Linked DNA regions of Mus musculus: region 2 is linked to region 1. The links are chromatin contacts, called in public promoter capture Hi-C maps. All regions are on one chromosome and are shown on one strand. The core of a region is the stretch at or near the end of the contact, and the rest is flanking DNA. Distances in the headings are between cores, read along the strand shown.

Region 1 (2,700 bases), core at 159-2,658:
CTCCAGTTTACGGCTGATGTTCCAGCTTGGGGCAAGGGGGATACATAGTTAGGAGCTTGGATTAAGTTTGGGCTTGCCTTAGTCAGAGTCCTGGCTCCATCACTTCAAGGCTGTGCCATCTGAGTAAGATACTGACCTCCTCAGAGCCTGAGCTGCTTCACAAAGACTCATGTGCCATTGCTGACAGGAGTCACTGAGTCATGGGAAATTTAGGTCAAAATAAAAAACACTGTACAAATGCGAACTTGTTACCGCCAACCAACCTAATAATAGTTACCTAGTTTCTTTTTTTATTCCACAACCAGAGAGAAATAATTTCTCCCCCGCCCCACACATAACGTTTTTATTGATTCTCTGAGAGTTTCACATCCTGCACCTTGATCACAATCCTTTCTATGTAGACATTATTTTCTTAATGTTTTAAAACCTTTCTAGAGAAATATTTACATTTCATTCTACACTACAGAACAAACCCAAAGGGAATTGATTATCGGTTAGGTCCTTAGTCTATTAACCCATGAAAAGCTTTAATTTTTGGGTGTGTGTATCTCGTATGTGTGTGTTGTGTGTTCTGAAGTATATTATGGGATGTATGTTGCATGCACACAAGTGTGCAGGTGCATGCACACGTGGAGGTCAGAGGCTGGCCTTTGTCTTCCTCTGTTACTCTCTGACTTACTAACCTTAAGACCGTGTCTCTCACTGACCCGGAAGCTTGCTCTCTCAGCTAGGCTGACTGGCCAGTGCACTCTCGGGATCCACCAGTCTCTGCCTCATGATGCTGGGGTTACAGGCAAGTGAAGACAAGACCCCTCTTTCCGCGAGTGATAGGTCCTCATGCTTTCAAGAGAGTGTTCTTACCCACTGAGCCGTCTCCCTGGCCCCAGTTTTTATTGATTACAGTTTAACTTCTTTAAACTGTATCTCACCTTTCACAAATCGCTGACAGTTTAAGGAATAAAGACTAGGGAGAGGGTTCGGTGGACAAGAGCACTTTCTGTGAAAACGAGGAGCAGAGTTCAAATCCAAATCTCTAGCACTCATAAAAAGCTGAGTGTGGCGGGGCAGGCCTAGAACTCCAGCCCAAGGGGAGATGGAAGATCCTTGGAGATCATTGAGAGACCTTGCATTGATGTAATAAGGCAGCGAGTAAGAGAGGAAGATAGCCCAATATCTGCTTGTGGCCTTCACATGTGTGCATAGCTGCATATAACACACACACACACACCCCTGTGCACACAAGGCTAGAGAGGGCTTTTGCAGGAAAGCTGTGAATGCTGAATTTGTGGGAAAGGCTCACTGTCGAATGCTGCCATTGTTCTGAGGCAGGTTTACCCTGCAGAACATGCTGTCTCAGAAAGGAAAGCCCTCGAATGAGCTGACACAGAGGGGCGGGAGTTAGGGCAGAAATGATGATGACTAAGCGGATGTGGTAGCCTGGACGGGAAGCATTTCCCAGGGTAGAGACTGTGCTGTGTAGGACAGCCACACGCGCATCCAGGCAACATGCTGCTGCTGCTGCTGCTTTAAAGACAAAGCTGATGTCAAAAATAAATGCTTGCTCTCCTAGCAGTTCGCTCTCCTGATATTTCCCGGTGTTAGGAAGTTGCCTGTGAATCCTCCCTCTGGCTGTCATTCAGTTTGTGATGAGAAAAACACAAAGAGTGTAATTGTTCTCAGTGTAATTTTCAAATGTTTCTTTAATGACAGCCTTTAGGCCTTTCAATTTAGACTTTTCTCATGAGAACTTAAACAGGGGACCAAGCTCCCAAATCAAGAATATATGTGGAGAAGGTGAGGGTGTGTTTTGAAATTTTTCATGGAATTCTAATGATGGGAATTTTATTGGCCTGGTGGAGAAACTTAATTTTAATAATACAGTTAGAAAATGCAGTATGAACTAGAAATTAGCTTAATAAAAATTCTTGAAGTTTAATGAGGATTAGGTTTTCTTTACAGGCTCAGTGTGCCTTGCTCACATTAAAATAAAATAAAATAAAATAAAATAAAATAAAATAAAAATCACTTTGAAAGAGAGGTCTATTTAAATATGTGAACGTTTCCTTGGTTTGTTTTTTATAACTGATTACCCAGTTGTTGTTAAGGTGGGGTTCCAATGGTGGTGTCTAACCTGGCCCCTTTTACGACAGGGAGTTGACTTTAAAGGCCATGGAAGGGCCAGGCACACCTTTTGATAGATACACACAGCCAGGAGAGAGGTAGCCGGCTGGTACCCAGCTGAGCCTGGCCTAGAGAACCATGGTGTGTGAGTCCGGAAGACAGAAAGCTCCACGGTTCCTTCCATCTTTGCTCTTGCTTGGCTGCTGCTGTTCGTCTTGTGCTGCTCGTCTCTGCTCTATCTTCTTCTCTTTCCATTGTCATTCTCGACTCCCCTGCATCTACTCCCGTGTCCTTGGGTGCACCCCGACCCTGGGTTGTGACCTTTCTGCAGGCAGACTCGGAGATTAAGATTCCATGGCTCCGTGCCCCTCTCTCACCTTAGTGTCCAATTAAAATTCCCAACAGCAGGATTCTCACCGCCTCAACCTATCCCCATCTGGGCACAGCCCAAATGTGCCCTGGCTACCGACCAGCGTGGGCGTACGGCTGTTTCTCCAAAGACTGGTTACTTCTGGCAGCAGTGATGGCTACTAAGGGGAGCCACAGGGTTCAAAGCATGTTGGGGAAGGCCTCTCGGAG
Region 2 (2,700 bases), core at 62-2,561, 170 kb before region 1:
AAAACACAGCAACAATAATAACAACAGACAAGGTCTCACTCTGCCATCATGCTGGCCTGGAACTTAGTATGGTAAGCCAGGCTGCCCTTGAATTCACAGAGATCCACCTGCCTGTCCGCAGGTACCAGGATTAAAAGTGTGCATCACCATGACTAGCAATTTCTCTATTCTTACACAGTTCAGCACCCCTTGCTTCCACAGTGGGCTGGGTCTTCCCACATCAATTAACTTAATTAAGGCAGTTTCTCACAGACTCTCCACAGATAAATCCAATGTAGACCATCTCTCTTTGAAACTTGGTGCCGAGAAGATTCTAGGCTGTGTCAACTTGACAGTTAAAAGTAACCATCGAGCTGCCAAAATCAAAACCTGTGATGTTTTCAAGTAGGAAGAACATTTGCTTCTATGTTGACCTTTTTCCCTGTGTTTGAACATGCTTGGGTGACATGGTTGAACAGAGGTGAAAGGGCCGTCATCCACACTGCCTGATGTGTGAGAGGAAGGTGGCGAACATGCAAAAGTCCTATTTATAGGTAAAGTGCTTTCTCTAAGCCAGTGCGTCTCAGCCTTCCTAAGTCAGTGACCTTTTAATACAGTTCCTCATGTTGTGGTAACCCCCAAACCATAAAATTATTTTCATTGTTACTTCGTAACTATACTTTTGCTACTGTAATGAATTGTAATGTAGATATTTTTATCTTCCTATAGTCCTAGGCCACCCTGTGGAAAGGTCATTTGACCCTCCAAGGGGTTGAGACCCACAGGTTGAGAATGACTGCTCTAAGCTAACTACTTAGGCAAAAGAGTGGGGTTTATTGCCTTTTAAAAAACCATCTTTGCTATATACTGCTTTATCCCCGCTGGGGAATGGGCTAGTCTGTCACCTGCCACCTTTATTCTCCCTCTATGAAAAAGGCAAAGCAAAAGCTGGTGGTGTAGGTTTCCAGAGAACTTGGGGTAGCAATGGTGGTAGAAGCCTCTGGAGTCAGGGAGTGAGGAGAGGCCTCCCCTGAGGGTCAAGTGCAGATGCAAGTGTGTGTTTCCTAGACGGGTCTAATCTGCAGACTGCATTCCCAGAGGAGTTTGCAGCCACCAACAGTCTCCAGATAAAGATGGAGTCCCGGAGGCTCTTTTGTCAGGGCTTCCCCTGCTTCATCCCCTTCAGCTTTAGAAACAGCTGAGTTTCTGTTTCTTTTAGTATTTTTCGTAATCTAAATTCCCCACCAGCCTTATCCTCACACACTCATCGCCTTATTTCTGGTGCAATCCAGTGGCAGGCTGGAGCAGTTAGGAACAAGAGCCAACCCCTCCTTAATCTTTGGCTGGGGCACACCTGAGAGTCATGTGCAAACACTGGACGCTCCTTGGCTGCCTGTCCTATCGAGAGTTCTGTTTACATTTGGGAAAAGCATGAGTCTTCTATTTGGTGAACAGGATATGTTTCTAGCTGGAACCGCACAAAGTCAGAGCTGGGCTTTTCTGTTCCCCTCCCCTCGCCCCACTCCACCCCACCTCCACTCCCTCTCCCTCTCCTGCTCTTTCTTCAGACTGGCTGTCAGTCTGTATTTTTCTTTCTTAATTTTTGTCACTCGCTCCAATTGAGGCAGAGATTCTCACCCCAGATGAGAGACTAAAGGTATTTGTGTGATTTTCTTTAATTGTCTTGAATTGTATAGGGCTGTGAACAAACACCCTGCTTAGGAATTCTCAATTTTGGGTACATTTGCTGGCTGGTTGAAAGATACTTTGGTGTTTCTGGCACAGGGAGCTTTGGGTGCATGGTGACTGCCTTTCTTCCCTATATTCCCTAGCAGGTCTCAGTACTCTGAAAGGAACTTCAGAGCAGTACCCTGCTTTGAGCTCCCCTGGTTGGCTCCCCACCAATGGAAAGGACACTCGCTAGTCCACCACACAGGTTCCTGGAGGTCATTGTGGCCCCCTGTGACCAGGCCCAGCCTTGTCCCTTCCTGCCTTTCCCTGAGCAGATAGCTCTCAGGGGTCTCTCTCCATTCCTGCTCCCAAATCCTCTGCATGTTTTTTCCCCATGGCCCCACCACCCATCTTAAGGGCCTGTAGTTTTCCTGTGCTAGTGGTTGCTGGAACCAATAATTTAGGGAACAGGAGGATTCTTAGTCCTTCCTTCCTAGAATCTCCCTCCTGCAGTTTCTGGACCAAGCGGCCTCCTGATGGTCAGTATTCTGTGAGCCTCTGGCACCGTAGCCTACAGAGGGTCCTTTCCTGCCTATCCCAGTATTCCAGTTTAAGTCCACTGTTTGGTAATGCCAACTTGTGTTTTTTGGTTAGGGTCATCTTGTTCCTTATGTCTCTGTTGTTCACACGTGACTCTCTGAAGAATTTGCCATCGTGTGTTCAGGCTTCTGTAGGAAAATACTGTAGGCTGTGTGGTTTATAAACTGATAAGATTTTCTCACGCTCTACAGACTGGGAAGTCCAAGATCAAGCAAGGCACTGGAAGATTTGGTGTCTGATGCGGGCCACTTCCTCACAGACAGAGTCTGTTAATTATAGCCACAGGTTGCAAAGGAGACATGGTATCTCTCTGGCGTGTCTTTTATAAGGCCCTTATTCTGTTTATGAGGGCTTGTGTGATGTACTGAGTAAACATTAACAAATAATACTCCTAATTAAATTCCTCGAGCAGATGTGATTTTCTGTCAACAATGTGTCATGTAAGCACTC

Evidence for each region. Capture Hi-C pulls out chosen DNA fragments and counts their contacts.
Region 2: a contact with region 1 is called in a promoter capture Hi-C map of pancreatic islet. The contact joins two enhancer-like sites. A contact is called at or near these places in 6 of 484 Hi-C or Micro-C datasets (CD4 T cells, bone marrow-derived macrophages, colorectal tumor organoids and 3 more), 4 of 115 datasets of contacts at active chromatin or transcription factors (the HPC-7 cell line, bone marrow-derived macrophages, cardiomyocytes and 1 more) and 4 of 9 other capture datasets (adipose tissue, embryonic stem cells, liver and 1 more).

Annotation. Positions count from the first base shown.
Region 1 is chr10:20,122,168-20,124,867 of GRCm38.p6, forward strand. All of the region lies in intron 23 of Map3k5 (mitogen-activated protein kinase kinase kinase 5), which reads left to right. Among named protein-coding and RNA genes, the nearest start is that of Map7, 48 kb to the right of the region's middle. Within about 2 kb of position 1,409, at least 129 of the 459 cell types and tissues checked have an H3K27ac peak or open chromatin away from gene starts, as enhancers often do. A contact at or near this core is called in adipose tissue, colorectal tumor organoids and pancreatic islet, where this site is marked.
Region 2 is chr10:19,955,565-19,958,264 of GRCm38.p6, forward strand. The region is part of intron 1 of Map3k5 (mitogen-activated protein kinase kinase kinase 5); the gene reads left to right. Among named protein-coding and RNA genes, the nearest start is that of Map3k5, 22 kb to the left of the region's middle. Within about 2 kb of position 1,312, at least 53 of the 459 cell types and tissues checked have an H3K27ac peak or open chromatin away from gene starts, as enhancers often do. A contact at or near this core is called in adipose tissue, colorectal tumor organoids and pancreatic islet, where this site is marked.